Regions from separate parts of the Drosophila melanogaster genome. Here region 1 is linked to region 2. Evidence: chromatin contacts called from public HiChIP or PLAC-seq data. All regions are on one chromosome and are shown on one strand. Each heading gives the region's core, a stretch centred on a gene start, on an enhancer-like site or on the middle of the called end of the contact. The rest is flanking DNA. Distances are from core to core; before and after follow the strand shown.

Region 1 (7,247 bases), core at 481-2,980, 140 kb before region 2:
ATAACCGCGATACAAATGTAAAGGAAATTAGTCACTATTCCTATGGAAGTGGGAATCGATATCGAAGGTCGTCCGATTTAAATCAGCCGAGTTCCGCAGCAACCGAAGAATATGATTACGGAGACATTACTGGCTATGCTTATACGGATGCCCCTTCATTGGCCCCCAGAACTTATTTCATTGTAAGTTAACACTGATTCCTTCGCGGATGAATTATCTTACATATTTATCTTATCTTACAGTCTCCTGGCGAATCCAACAACAAATTTAACTTCAAGGATAATATTGCCTTAATTTCGAAGAAAAACAATAAAAATGGTATATCTCAAGATATAAATATCGTTTATCTATATATCTTATGTTAAAACTTCTTTAAGGATATGATCATCCTCAAAAGGAATACACATCCGATTATGAAGAACATTCGGAGCGCCTGAATTCTGTTACCGATTTCTCAAACAATAAGAAAGAAATAAATTTTAAGGACATATCGGACATTGCACTAACGACATTAGCATTTTTATCGTTTGGAATGTTTACACTCCAAGTGCTTATGTGCATAGTAATGGTAAGGTATTCGATGTAATCAAACAAGTTACTAGTTAAGCAAACATTGTGAGAGTTTGATCGATTAAGTTGGAAAACGACTTGACCCCTTCTTTTGGCCTAGCCTGCTACCCCATTGTATATGTTTATATACATTTGTACATATCTAAAATGTACATTTCAATGACAAAATAAATGGTTGCGTACTTGTTGGTTTAGGGTTTAATGAATATGTTGGATATATGTTGAATATGTTGCCAATGGTTGGGGGAGTGACATATCCATAAGCCACTTAGTCTTAAGCATGCCTACACTCATTAACACACAGCAACTGTCATACAATGGAATAAACCCAAAGCAAGGCCGAGTGGAATAAACCCAAATTCGTCTACAGGATGTCACTGAAAACCCCAAAAAATCACACACCAGTAGATCAAAAATCCAATGCTTAATTTAAACATAATTGTCAAATTGTCACGTCAGACTCACAAGCACGAAAACAAAAGTTTTGAATTTCAATAAATTAAATCTAAAAAATCTAAGAGCGCAAGAAAACCAACTCCAAAAGCTCATTAAAACTCTAAAGTCCGAAGTCCATATTTAATGAGCTCGAAATCGAGCCTTGGAGTTTGAGACCTAAATTAAATTGACCGATGTTCTTCAAAATAAAGATTTGTAATTATTCAGTTAAATAAAGCTATATTTTTTACCTTTGAATATTGCGAACATGTATTGGCGCAGTCGGTAGGATCAACAAGAAGACTTTTAAGTAGGGTGCTTACCAATTATACGATATGCTATAAAACTACCAATCCTGACCAGCGAATTAAAAACAGTGATTTCTAATAAATATTGATTCGCAAACAAAACTACGTGCGTTCGCAAATATAATTTTATGAAAATTTTTAATTCCGTGAACTTTTATAAAACAAAATAACTTCAAAAACTGTGTATATCTATAAGCATACCAAAACCTACAACAAGGCAGTACCACAACTTTCTGAGATCCATTTTAATCAATTATTAGGCCAGATTACAGAACTAAATGACTATGACGGTACACGTGGCAAATTATCAGGATTCGTCAACCAGGTCGAACAGCTGCCTAACCTTCACCCCACCCAAGATGCCCGGCCAGCACATGTAATATACGGAGCAGTGAAACGTCTGATCATAGGCTTAGCGTTCGAAGTCGTAAAGAAAGAGCAACAACATGGATGGAAATAAAAACCATAGACCATACGTAACCCTGGTGAGACAACTGGGGGAAAGATCATATGCTGGTAGCATTAGCGCGTAAAGACATTCATACTGTTTCCAAATTAAAACAAGCTACAATGAAGCTAGGTCTCTATGATGCTAATCCTGAAAGCCAATATTTTAATTAATCGGAAAGGTATAAGCAAAGGTACAAGGGAATATGTAATTTTATATATATATATATATAATATTCATATAAAGTAGCAATTTCTGTAAAAAAAATTTTTTTTTTTTATAATACAATAAGTTAATGAGAACTAAACTGGAAGAAAATATCTTCTTCTTCTAACTATTGGATATCTTCCTATTCTGAGAATTATCATAGAATTGATTATTATCGAATATAGACAATAAGAATAAAGCATAAATATTTAAAATTAGACCAATTTAAATGGATTCAAAGGCGTCACCAGAGCCTAGCTCTAAGGCGCTTGAACATAAGATTGGAGGGCACTACGCGACCCAATAACAGCCAGCAGCATTTAACCGCAATTTGGTTATAATTCACATTTTTAGTGTACTTTTATTAATGGAATTTATTGTTCCCATTACTTAAGTATACTCTTCAGTCTGCTCATTCAGAAGAGCACTTGTTATCTCTTTTGTTGTCAAGGTACCGAAACAATCCAGGCTCTCATCGATTACCACATATTCGTCCCAGTTGCATGTTGACTTTATTTTTCTAGCGAAGGCACATTCTTCCTGAAGATCACCATCACCAAGCTCCAGCGATGTCGAAATAAATCCTGCCTGTATAAATATCAATTTAACAATTTGTTTTTGTAACTGAAATGTGCTTACCTTTTGAAAGCAATTGCAAATGGTTTTATTTTTCACCGAATCCCAAGCTTGATGTAAAAAATGAAGCACATCTAGTAATGCCATCTCTTCAGGATCTGCTTCATGTTCTTGTCTCTCTCTATTGCTGACAACTGCTTACGTCGGTATTCAACTTTGAGACACTGTATAATTGCTTGGTCTAATGTCTGCAAGACTGCTGTTGTATTTGGCGGCATGAAAATAAGTTTTATATGTTTCAATATTTCCAGATTTTCGTGGCAGGAAGCGATGTGGGAAAATAACAAAGCTTTTATATTCTTTAAAATGATGTCCTCATTAAGTGTCATTAATAATTTTCGCCAAAGCTCTCCTGTCATTAAAGATTTTTGTTAGCGAAATATAGGATAGGCACAAGGTCTTATTTTTGATGCAACCTGTTTTTTGAAACTTGCCAATTGTTATGAAGACTACAGTTATTCGTACTTTTTGAGCCTTGAATCCTTTGGGCTTGTCCGCACTTTGATAAAAAGTTGAACTTGGCATCTTATCGGAACTACATAACCTCGATGATTCTAAACTTCCAAGTCAAACCTTATTCGAAAAAATTTGCGAAATTAGAACGACCTTTTTTAAACTAACCGACACCAAAGAATACGAATCAATATTTATTAAAACAAATAAGAAATTTTTCACGGACACCTGTCTAAATACGTTCATAAGGAGTATCAAAGGCCCACTCGGACTAGCGGTAAGGTCCATGAGACCTACCAACCTCCAAGAAGCCTTCGAATGGGCTCTCAAGGAAAGGGACATTTATTTCCAAGAGAATAAGAAAAAGGAAGTAAATAAAATTTGTGACAGGAAATATGGACGCTAAAGACGCCCAACAAATAAATGATAAGTTTAACTTTCTTAAGGAAAATAAAAATCAAATTAAAAGATATTACTTTAAGATTTGAAAATATTACACAAGACATAAGCCAAGAACAAACAAGTACTAACATATTCATTAAAAAACTACAATAACAATATATATAAAACAAGCAATGACAAACCCAACGAAATAAACTTAGTCCAATACATTACTAGAATTAATTTCAATATAGATATTTTACAAAACCATATTAATAACATAGCGAAAAGTATTTTGCTAACTAAGCTCAATATAATACCTAAATTTATATTATCAGAAACAGAAATTGAATCCATAAACAAATTTATATCCAATCAGAACATAAGAATAGAATCCGAAGAACATTTATATAGATACCTTATATAATCAAAACGACCAAGTTACGTACTTTCAAGAGAAGTTTCCGAAAGTTCATACGACTTATATAAGTAAATAATTACAGTTTATTGATTTTTATTTTGTAGATCGCAAGCGACCGTTTATTGTAATTGTTCATTTGAAACTAAAGCTGAGATACAAAATATTTCCCTAAGTCCCTAGCAATCAAGTGTGGGCGTCGGCAGCGAATCAGTGGTCGTCAGCGGCTACGCGGCGGAGAAGTGCAGATGATCGCACTTTTAGCTGGTCGTTGACAGCGGAAAGAATGCAGACCTTTGGTCAGCATTTTGGGCACTTGTGTTTACCCAGAAATGATGTTGAAATATAAGATGTGGGACAATAACTTAAAGGGCAATAACTCCTCCCCTCTTAATCGACGCTTGTCCTCAAGCGGTCATCAAAAAAACGGGATATTGTTGAAACGCATTGTTGGTGGGGTGATCTGTGGTGGTTTGGGCACCGCGTCAATGGTTTGAATGCCAGGTGCGTCGATTTGAAGGACCACCTTTTTTCTCTCCGGCAGCACCGATTTGTCACGAAGATCAGGACAGCAATCATCATTAGTATTGTTGCGCCGAACACTCTGTTTATTGTTGAGTGCGTTCGAAGTTTGCGCAACTCAGATGTGTTATTCAGATGAAGTTGCTCGAGTGCTTCTAGTGAGAGAATTCGAAGGCGTCCCACCTCGTATGGAGTCAGCTGTATCAGTGGTGGCGCAGGTTTTGTTGAAGCCACTTCATTGTTACTGAACTCTCGGCCGTTGATTTTCAGGGTCTCGTTCAGGAACGTTATCAAGTAAGTGCCGCTCAATCGTCTCTCGATGTCCCTCCAGTTCACCGTGCCATTGAAGTCGTTGAGTAATATTAGCCAGTCGTCTATTTCTTCTATTGCAGGGATGTGTTCTGCATTGGCGAACTCACACCTTTATTGCTTTCCATTTAAAAGTTCGGGTAGACAAAGGTTATTACTTAAATTACTAATGAATTTATCTTTACATATTTTTAAACTGTTTGAACTTTTGCAAAAGGCATTAATTCCGTACATTTCGTCTTTAAATTTAAAAATTTCTTTAGCTGGTAAATTAATGATATTATTGTTTTTCTTTACCGGCCTTATTTGATAATTTAGGAAATTAGTTGGTTTTAAAATTGGGATTTTGATAACATACAAAATTGTAGTTCCGTTATGTAAAACGTAAACGTCTGAGAGTTTTAACATTTCTTCGACCGTTAAGGCAGAAGTCGGCATATTATTGATTTTGAGTAGGCTGTCGATCTCTTTCAACTCGAACTCGTTTAGCAGGAACACCCAGCCTTGCCCATTGAATGGCAAATTTAATGTTGACTATCTCTTCTTTTACGAGCCTAATCTGGTTCTGTAGCCTTATGGCCAGCTCATCCTTTAAGGTAGAATCTTTTCTGATTGAGTTTTGTATTTTCGTGGTCACGTCAGTTAGTAGGTTCATTCTATTTTCCAGCTGTCTATTGATTATTACCTGTCTATTGTTGTTATCCGTCAAATCGTTTATCCCGTCGGTCAGAGCTACAAGGTCATACTTCCAGGCCGTCCCTATAAGATTTATCGATCTAGTTTTCCTTGTCTTTGCCAGGATCACAGTGTCGAGCAAGTTCTTCGTCTGTGTCAGTTCGTAGTTCAGTAAGTGATATGACTTGTCGTCGTTGAAGTCCTGATCGATGTAGTCTGTTAGTTTTCCCATGGTCAGTTGTACGTGGTCCAAGTCAATGATATGGACAATTCTCGTTATTCCTATCTGTATCTGTCCTATCCCGTTGTAAATCGTCACAGTCTGTGCGTCGGTGTAGTTAGTTATTTCAATGGGTCCATTTGTCAATGCGACCACAGTGAGTATCCTGAAAGTAATCATGATCTGATGTTACTTTTGTGCACTATTTTTCCTGACTCTGTTAGTATTGTAGTATTCCTATCTTGCTTAACTATTTCTTTTCCAAATCTGTTTGATAGCTTAGATCCTAATCTTGTATTAACCCTAACGAAAATTTCTTGGCCCTTGATGTAGGTCTTTATGGGCTTTCTTGTCCGGTTGTAATTTTTAATGTCAGTTTCCTGTTTCTTTCTAAGACGGTCTACATTGTCCAGTCTAGCTTGTTCATACTGTTCTGGTGACGCGGTAGTTACCCTACCGAAGAACACCTCTAGGGGTCGTTTCTTTGTGACCGAATGGGCAGTGAAGTTGTATTCATAGATAGCTCTATCAAGAAGTTCTTCGAAGCTTCTATGTGTTCCATCTCCTTTCAAACATCTCATTATTTCAGAGAGTGTGGAGTAAAATCTTTCTATCTGTCCGTTTACCGTACTCTTGTACGGAGGTGCTTTATAGAGCTCAATGCTTAGCTGGTCTGCCAACATGAATTTGATAGAAGCTGAGTTGAGGGACTTTTCGTTGTCCATTACTATTAGTTTGGGCACTCCATAATAGAATACGATATCTCTTAAGGGTTTTCTAATGTCCTCTATAGCTTTCGATTTAATGACTCTTCCCAGAGCCAGCTTGGAGAATTTGTCGATTGCTGTGAGCACCAGATATCGTTCTGTCGAGTAGATGTCGACATGAATAATTTGTCCGGGGTATTCCGGCAAGGGAGTTTCTCTGATTTCCGGATGTGTGGGGTGTCTGTCATATTTAGAGGTCTTACACACCAAACACTGACTCACAATAGCTGAAACTTTTTTCCTCATTTTAGGAAAATACACTCTTTCAGACAGCTGAGCTTTATTTTCCAAAGCGTTTCTGTGTGCTCTGTTGTGTGTCCTAAGTATTTCTTCCTCCTGTTCGGCTTCGGTAACAAGGTCTTTGACCTCAGTCTGAGTGAATCTAATCTTGAAACCCTTAAAGTGGATGGGGTAGAGGATTTGTATTTTCCCCATTACATCCTTGGATGTGAAAATTCCGTTTATCACGGATGGGTTAAGATATTTCTTTAAATCTGACAAGAGGCTATCAGGTGTGAACAATTTACGGTCCACGAAATGCCTATGGAATGTCGGGAATGGGATGCTAACTGAGTAATTCTCCGACTCTGATTTCCGGAAGAAAATTTGATTTTTAAATGCATTTATTGGGGCTTCAACGCTAGGTATCAACCCATGGCTCGAACTGTCAGAGCTGTGCATTGTTGAGGTTACCGAGTTAATTTGCGCGGCTGTTGGTCCTCTGGACAGAGCGTCGGCCACAGCGTTTTCTTTGCCTGGTTTATAGAGAATTTCATAGTCGTATTCCTCGAGGTATGATTTCCATCTTTTGATTCTCGCATATTCATTCCAGCTGCTGAGGGAATGGGTCAGAGGCTGATGGTCGGTAAAGATTTTCAACTTTGCTTTACCGTAAAGG
Region 2 (7,159 bases), core at 3,779-6,278:
TTGGTTAAACGTTTTGAGTGTAGGGAGTAGGAAAAACTTAACTATAGTATTTGGGTCGTTGAATAAGTTTGCCATGTTGTAATTGTTTTAATATTGCCAGCCACAGAGGCAGCTTGAAATGGATTTATATTTTGTATTGGATTTGGGATGAGCTTGGGCTGGATATAATTTCTATTTGAACCGGTGTCTTTTAATACGTGAAAAAAAACGGCTTTTTTCTCTGGCCAGTGGAGTCGCACAATAACTTTAGTTTTTGCACTAACTTAAACTTAAACGGAAACCAAATGGGATTGATTGGAACTCGTATTAGTGTAATACGCATGTATTGCGGTGGCAAATACACACTAACACTGAAACATTTCGTTACAGTCAATTTACGTGAACATTAAAACCGGGCCATAAAGCTTCTGACGCGCTCACAGTATATATATAAGTGAGCATAATAAGAACATACCATTAGCGGAAAGATGACGTACCCCGTTGCCTTTTCTTCCTTAAGGTTTCAGTTTATTTGGAGATGACGCCTCAAAAGTTCCTTGTAGCAGCTCTCATTTGATTTCGTTTCAAAGATTGACTTTTCGCTTTCGGCCGACGGCTATAAGTTTTCTTCTCCACTGTGGGAGAAAGCTTTTGAGGTACCAAACCAGATGAATATATATAACATAATTTATACAGATGATTAAATAGAAGAAGTACCAGTCAAGCTGCGTCCCGGATGATGAAATCATTCCATTTCATCGATCCCCAAGTAGATTTGCGATTCTTGAGGAGACGGTGAAACTACTGCTGCAACGCGATGTGGACAGAAAGAAGAATGCCAGTTGGCTGACAGCAGACGGAGAAGGAGCAGGTCCAGCGGAATCTCAACAAGACTGTGCTGCTGCGGGACAAATTTCAGAAGGTGTGCCGCGAACAGCATTGCATCATAAAGACCGAGAACCTGCTGCAAACCAATGTGGAGAAGGCTCGAGTTCCAAGTTCGAAAGCTTCGTGAACGATGACCAGAACTCTCACGGAGAGACTGGAGAAACTGCTTCAAGCTCAAAGTGCCATCAAGGGTCTCACCGATCGGGAGCGCCAGAGCATCTTATACTTCCACCAGCTGTAAGAAAAAACAGACATGGGGGACTTCCGTGAGTAAAATTCAGCAGAGACAGCTGCAAGAGTATAGAAAAGCCGAAAGTTGTTTTAAAGAAACAGAAACTCCGTTTGATTTTAATTAAATATTTTTTATACCCGTTACTCGTAGAGTAAAAGGAAGCACTGATGCAACTAAGGGCTTTGCAACCAAAAAAATTAAACTGGTTACGATGGCATAGACAACCGAACTGCAAAATTTCTACCACGCAAAGGAGTGCTTGCGTTGTGAAAATATTTAATGCCATGCTAAGTTTAGGTTATTTTAATTTTTTTTCGCATGGGTCCCGCGGCCACACCTCCCACTCAACCGACCGAGTGGCGCTGACGTACGGCTCGATTTGCGAGAAGATGGACGCGATATAGAAAAGAGAACGACAAAATGAATATAATGTTATAAAAATAACTCTAATAAATATTTGTGTTAGTAGGATCTAACTAAAAAGTCAAAATTGATTGCTTTAAGAGCGGCAGAGAGTCAAGATTACAGATAATAGGATAAAGTCTATTATGGTCAGAAGATAATACTCTGTAATGCACCTCATAGTTAGGTCTACAATGATTTAGGATAAGGGGTATATAGTTTCCAGTGAATCTACTTGGAACCGAGAAGTTAAGACGACTAATCAAGTCGGGACTCTCAACTGCACCACGAATAAGCTTAAAAATAAAGACTGTTCCAAGCTTAGTTCTACGGTTAGCTAGGGACGGTAAATTAATTAAAAGTAGTCTACTGGAATAAGGAGGTAATATACGGTTTGCATCCCAATTTAGGCGCCGCAAGGCAAAAAGTAAGAAGTTTTTTTGACCGATTCAATGCAGTCCGAGTGGACTACGTATTGTGGACTCCAAACAAGTGATCCATACTCAAGAATCGGACGTACTAACGAAATAAATAAGGTTATAGTCATGTAAGGATCATCAAATTCCTTAGACCACCTTTTTATAAAACCCAGCACACCCCTGTCCTTATTGACAATAGTCGAAATATGGTCAGAAAAGTTTAGTTAAGGGTCCAGAAGAACACCAAGATCATCAACGTTGTGCGTATTGGGTTGACACGACAAAAGGTCATAACTTTACGTTTGGAGCCATTTAAGTCTATTAAATTATCACGGCACCATATTTGAAAGCTGTCTCGATCGGATTGTAAGTCCAAATGGCGCGAAATGTCCTTGTTCACGCGAATGTTTTATTATTAAAGGGAGGTCGGTTATGAATAAGCTAAAAAGAAGCGGACCAAGATGGCTCCCTTGTGGGACACCGGATTTGACTCAGAGAATACAACATAGAGAATTTTTAAAGAGGACTTGTTGCGTCCTGCCATTCAGATAGCTTGAAATCTAACTTAGAAGATCAACATGGAAACCTAATTGATCAAGTTGCCTTACTAGAAGGTAATGGTTAATAGAGTCAAATGCTTTACTAAAGTCAGTGTGAATGACATCTGTTGGCAGATTATTTTTGAAGCTCTGTATTACGAAAGAAGTTAGCTCCAAGAGGTAAGTGGTTTTTGATCTGCGTTTCATAAAACCGTGCTGACATGGTGATATAATTGATCTACAAAGGTGCTGCAAATGAGGAGTGATAACATTTTCAAAAAGTTTTGGGATAGCCGACAATATAGATTCCTCTGTAATTGCTTGCATCCAGTTTGCTACCTTTTTTATGAAGAGGAATCACAAAGGACTCCTTCCATATGTTAGGGAACTGTGAAGGTCCCAGAGTTAAGGTAAACAGATTCAGTACAGGCTTGCATAATCTGAGCACACAGCTACACGAATAGACAGGTTTAACACGCTTTCGATTATAGTGGGCTTTCGTTTATAGAGGGTCAAAATATTAGATTCGACTTAAATACAGCATAAGAGTATGGGTGTTCGGAATGAGGTAAAGTAGAATATGTTGTTTGAAAAAGCTTGGCGATAGATCGGCTATTGTCTGATCCGATGTTACCGTAGTGTTTTAAAAAAATAGAGAGGAAGGGTAAGAACTTGTTTTTCGCTTAGTGCTAACGAAATTATAAAACTGTTTCGGATCCTGTGCGAACTGTGGAACTTACGAAGGTTTAAATAATTCCTGAATCACTGAGCATTAAGCACGGTAAAGTTTAACCGAGCGCTTAAATATTTAGTAAGGATGGACTGAGAACCAGTATTTTTAAATTTTGTATAAAGTCTGGACTTTACATTTCTTAGGTTTGTCAACTCATTATTAAGCCAATGAGGTTTAGAGATTAACGGATAGTAAATCGGAAGGATATTCGATTTTTCTTCTGGGGACCATGTTGTGTATATTAAAATCACCTAGAACTACCAATTTGTCCCTGTCAGACAGTTTATTTGAGATGGATTAGATGTGTGAGGAGTCTTAAAACTCCCCTCAAATCTCGTGTAGGGGAGTGGCCTAGCAACAGTAAATTAACTGTAAATTAACGGTACCGCACTGGACCTTGGACTCCAGCTGGTCAAGGGCGAACAGGTCGAACGGCAACGGTGCGTGCACAAAGAAAACGCACCGTGAACTAACCGTACCGCTCTGGACCTTGGACTCCAGCGGGTCAAGGGCGAAGAGGTCGAACGGGCGGTCAAGTCAGAAGGAAAGAAACAGTGGAAGCATCGGGCGGCAAGAGGCCCGAAGGACACGGAATGACGATCACCACAAGCGAGTAGAGATCCTGGGAGTGGAGGAGAAGGATGTGGCGTGTCAGAAATGGTCAGTGGAGTCAGTGGCCAGCAAAGGTGGTCCCAGGACGAGCGTTGCCTCGCCCGTTGACGATACACCCTGCACCATAACATCCTAATCCCGGCCGGGCCGACTTGTCGTCCGTGTCTAGGAGCAAACAGTACAACGGAGGCAGGGCGTTGCAGGAGAAACGCCGCAGGAGCAGCGAGATCGCTGGAGGAGTTATCCATAAGACTGTAGAATAAACGACTGTATTAAGAACCCTTTGCTTTTCCTTGGTCGAGCAATCACACAAATCATAAATTTGGTGGGACAAACGCACAAACTCTCTGAGCTAGCCGCTGCAATCCGTACCGTAGCGAAAATAAGAAAATCAGTACGTTAGATCTGTCGCGCAAGCGTGATTGTCCCGGCAAAAGGAAAATAGAGCAAGATGGGGAAGTTGTGGCTGTACAGCTTACAGAAAGATGACTTTCCAGCCATAGCAAGTGCATTCGGGATCAAGCTGGAAGGTTGGGTCGAGGAGATGCGGAAGATATTGTCCGAGTTCATCGACCAGACCACAGATGAGCCGGAATCTGTCGCAATTCTAGAAGCGCTGGAAAAGGAATATGGAAGGAGACCGGTCGTAGAAGTGAAAGTCACCGGCGTAGAAGGCCTGGTGAGGAGCCTCGACTTCGCTAGCATGGCGGAGGCCAGCGGACGCAGGTCCGAAAGGAAAGAAATCGGACAGGAACGCCGAGATTGCAGCCGCGAAGGAAGGGAGCGGCGGGAAGGGCAGCAGCGCAGAACTACGTAATGGTGGTGAAACAGGTGCGAGAGTGGAGTTTTCGTTACGACGGGAACGAGAAGCTACTAGAGTTCCTGGAACAGGTGGAATGGTCAGCAATGATATATGGACTCGACATCAACCAGATCCCAAGAGCGATGCGGGAATTACTAACGGGCAGGGCCTTGAAGTGGTTCATTGCCAACAACAAGTTCTGGGAGGCAAGGGCCGAGTTCATGAAAAGCTTCCAGTAATTTTTCCTGCGACACGGCGAGAACTTTAAGGACTACATGGCGGCCATGCAGACCCTGATGCGGCCCTTAGGAATGTCGCAGAACGAGACGCGGGCAAGAATAAGGGAAAACAGCACGCCATCCTTACGCATGTTTATACGCCCGTATGAGTGCCGACCCCTGGATGCCCTGGAGAAGCGTTCGAGTTCCCGCGTAATACGCACGTCTTTTTGCTGCGCTGCGGGAATTTCGACATATACGAGTCCGGTCAGCCTTAAACTGCTACAAAACCTGCAAATCCACACTGGGGTTTGTGTCGCGGTTCTGAGCGTCACATCGTCGTTTCGGAATTCACGAGTGATCCAGTAAATTGGCAATTAATCAGATCAGCTGCATCAGATAAGACAGCTGATAGCATTGCCAACCTTTCGCAGTGGACGAGCTGGTAAGTCTTTCGTTGCCAGATCAGCGGTGCGATCATCATTTGGGCGCGAAATTCGAATTCAAATTTAGGTTTGAATTAATTAATTTGAACTAAAATTTGAAATCTAAATCAACTGCAACTAGTTCTGATTCCCACGGAGCGCTGGTGACCAACAAGCCGTAGTCACCCTATTATATCAGATAAACAGAACAGGGGTGGCAGTGCCCCCGACCCCAACGACCCGTTCAGGAGGAGTGGTAGGCTATCGAGGTCCCCTATAAGAGGAGTCGGAACCCCAATCCAGGGAGCGGGAGGTGAGCAAGCAAGCAAGCAAGGAGGGTATCAACAAGAAGCCCCCGCCAAGGAGTACTGCCACACAGACTGTGGCAGGAAAAACTAAGCGCAGCCAGGTGGCGCCACCCAGACAGGCATTACCGAATGTGCAGGTCCCCAAAACGGACAACCAGACATCTGCCTCGAAATCCACCGGTAAGGCGGTACCCACGAAGGCTGTCTCCAAGCCGGAAAGGTATGCGTCTGTCGCCAAGGACGCTAACAAGGACGAAGAATGGGCTAAAGTGAAGCCCAAGCGCCTGCACAAAAAACCTGAGGCGCTAATCCTGAAAAAAAAACGGGACTAGACGAGGCTACGACGGCTCAGGATCTTCATAATTCCCTGGTCTCCCAATTTCAGGGCATCCGCCTAGAACCAGAGGATGTAAGAGGCCTCCGCAGGTCATCAACCGGGGCGTTGTAACCGTGGGATGGTCACGTTGCCGCATAACCCAACTGCAAGTTATTCGATCGCTCTGACTGCTGCCTACGGTGTGGTGAGCATGGGCATAAGGCAAAGGGCTGCGTAGCCCCATCAAGATGCCTGATTTGCAGCAGCGACGTGGACAAGAACCATGCGACGGGTGCATGCCCCACCTACAAAGCTAACACCAAATGAGCTAATAGCCGTCATAATGATGCTAGAACAAATTAACATCATTAACCTCAACGTTAGCCATTGCGCAGCTGCACAGAACCTTCTGACTCAAACAGCGAAGGAGCGCAATGCGGACGTAGTGCTTCTAAGTGAACCATACCTTCCTGGTGTGGGTAACTCAGGAGTGCTACTCGATGAGACAGGCAAGGCGGCCATTAAATGTACATCCAGTTTATTGGTAGAGGAGTGGGAAACCGTACCAATGCGCGGCATAGCATACGCCAACATTAGAGGAATTCACTTCTACAGCTGCTATGCTCCACCTAGCGACAGTCCGGAACAAGGAAATGTTCGAAAAGCTGGTTAACCATGCAAGTGGGCGCAGACCAACAGTCATCGGAGGTGACCTCAATGACTGGGCTACAGAATGGGGCAGTCGAATTTCTAACACAAGAGGACGAGCAGTGATCGATGTTCATGGGAACCTGCTAGATCTCGTATTGCTACACGACGGACTCAAACCGACGTTTAATAATGACAGAGGTACGTCTTTCATTGATGTCACCTTTGTTAGCAGAGTTCTAGTGGCTACTTGGAATCTATGGTCCATGAGGACATAACGCTGAGCGACAATAACCTGATCAAGTTCGGTGCCCAAACAATGAGGCCGATACCCAAACAGCGAAGATGTGCGCTAGGACCGGTATGGGACATTAGGAAACTGGATGAAGACATGCTGGCATACCAGATCGAGGGCATGGAGTCCATAATTGGACACGCGGAGACCATGGTGTCAGCGCTCATGGATAGGCTCAGAGCAACGTGTGATGCGGTGATGCCGAAGAAAATGAACATGAACACGAAACGAAAGCCCCCTGTCTACTGGTGGAGTGACTCATTGCACCAGCTTCGGACGGAATGCCTCAAGGCGAGGAGGCAAGCGCAGAGATATAGAAGGCAACCGCACCACGCCCAGTGCA

The links. HiChIP or PLAC-seq counts read pairs in DNA pulled down with a chosen protein or histone mark.
Region 1: a contact with region 2 is called in an H3K27ac HiChIP or PLAC-seq map of the Kc167 cell line, with 3 times the contacts expected there. The contact joins two enhancer-like sites. A contact is called at or near these places in 13 of 107 Hi-C or Micro-C datasets (the D17-c3 cell line, the Kc167 cell line, the S2 cell line and 5 more) and 1 of 6 datasets of contacts at active chromatin or transcription factors (the Kc167 cell line).

Annotation. Positions count from the first base shown.
Region 1 is chr3L:23,441,609-23,448,855 of dm6, reverse strand. No RefSeq gene overlaps it. Among named protein-coding and RNA genes, the nearest start is that of ND-MLRQ, 110 kb to the right of the region's middle. Within about 2 kb of position 1,730, at least 2 of the 39 cell types and tissues checked have an H3K27ac peak or open chromatin away from gene starts, as enhancers often do. A contact at or near this core is called in the Kc167 cell line, where this site is marked.
Region 2 is chr3L:23,309,435-23,316,593 of dm6, reverse strand. No RefSeq gene overlaps it. Among named protein-coding and RNA genes, the nearest start is that of alpha-Cat, 25 kb to the left of the region's middle. Within about 2 kb of position 5,028, at least 2 of the 39 cell types and tissues checked have an H3K27ac peak or open chromatin away from gene starts, as enhancers often do. A contact at or near this core is called in the Kc167 cell line, where this site is marked.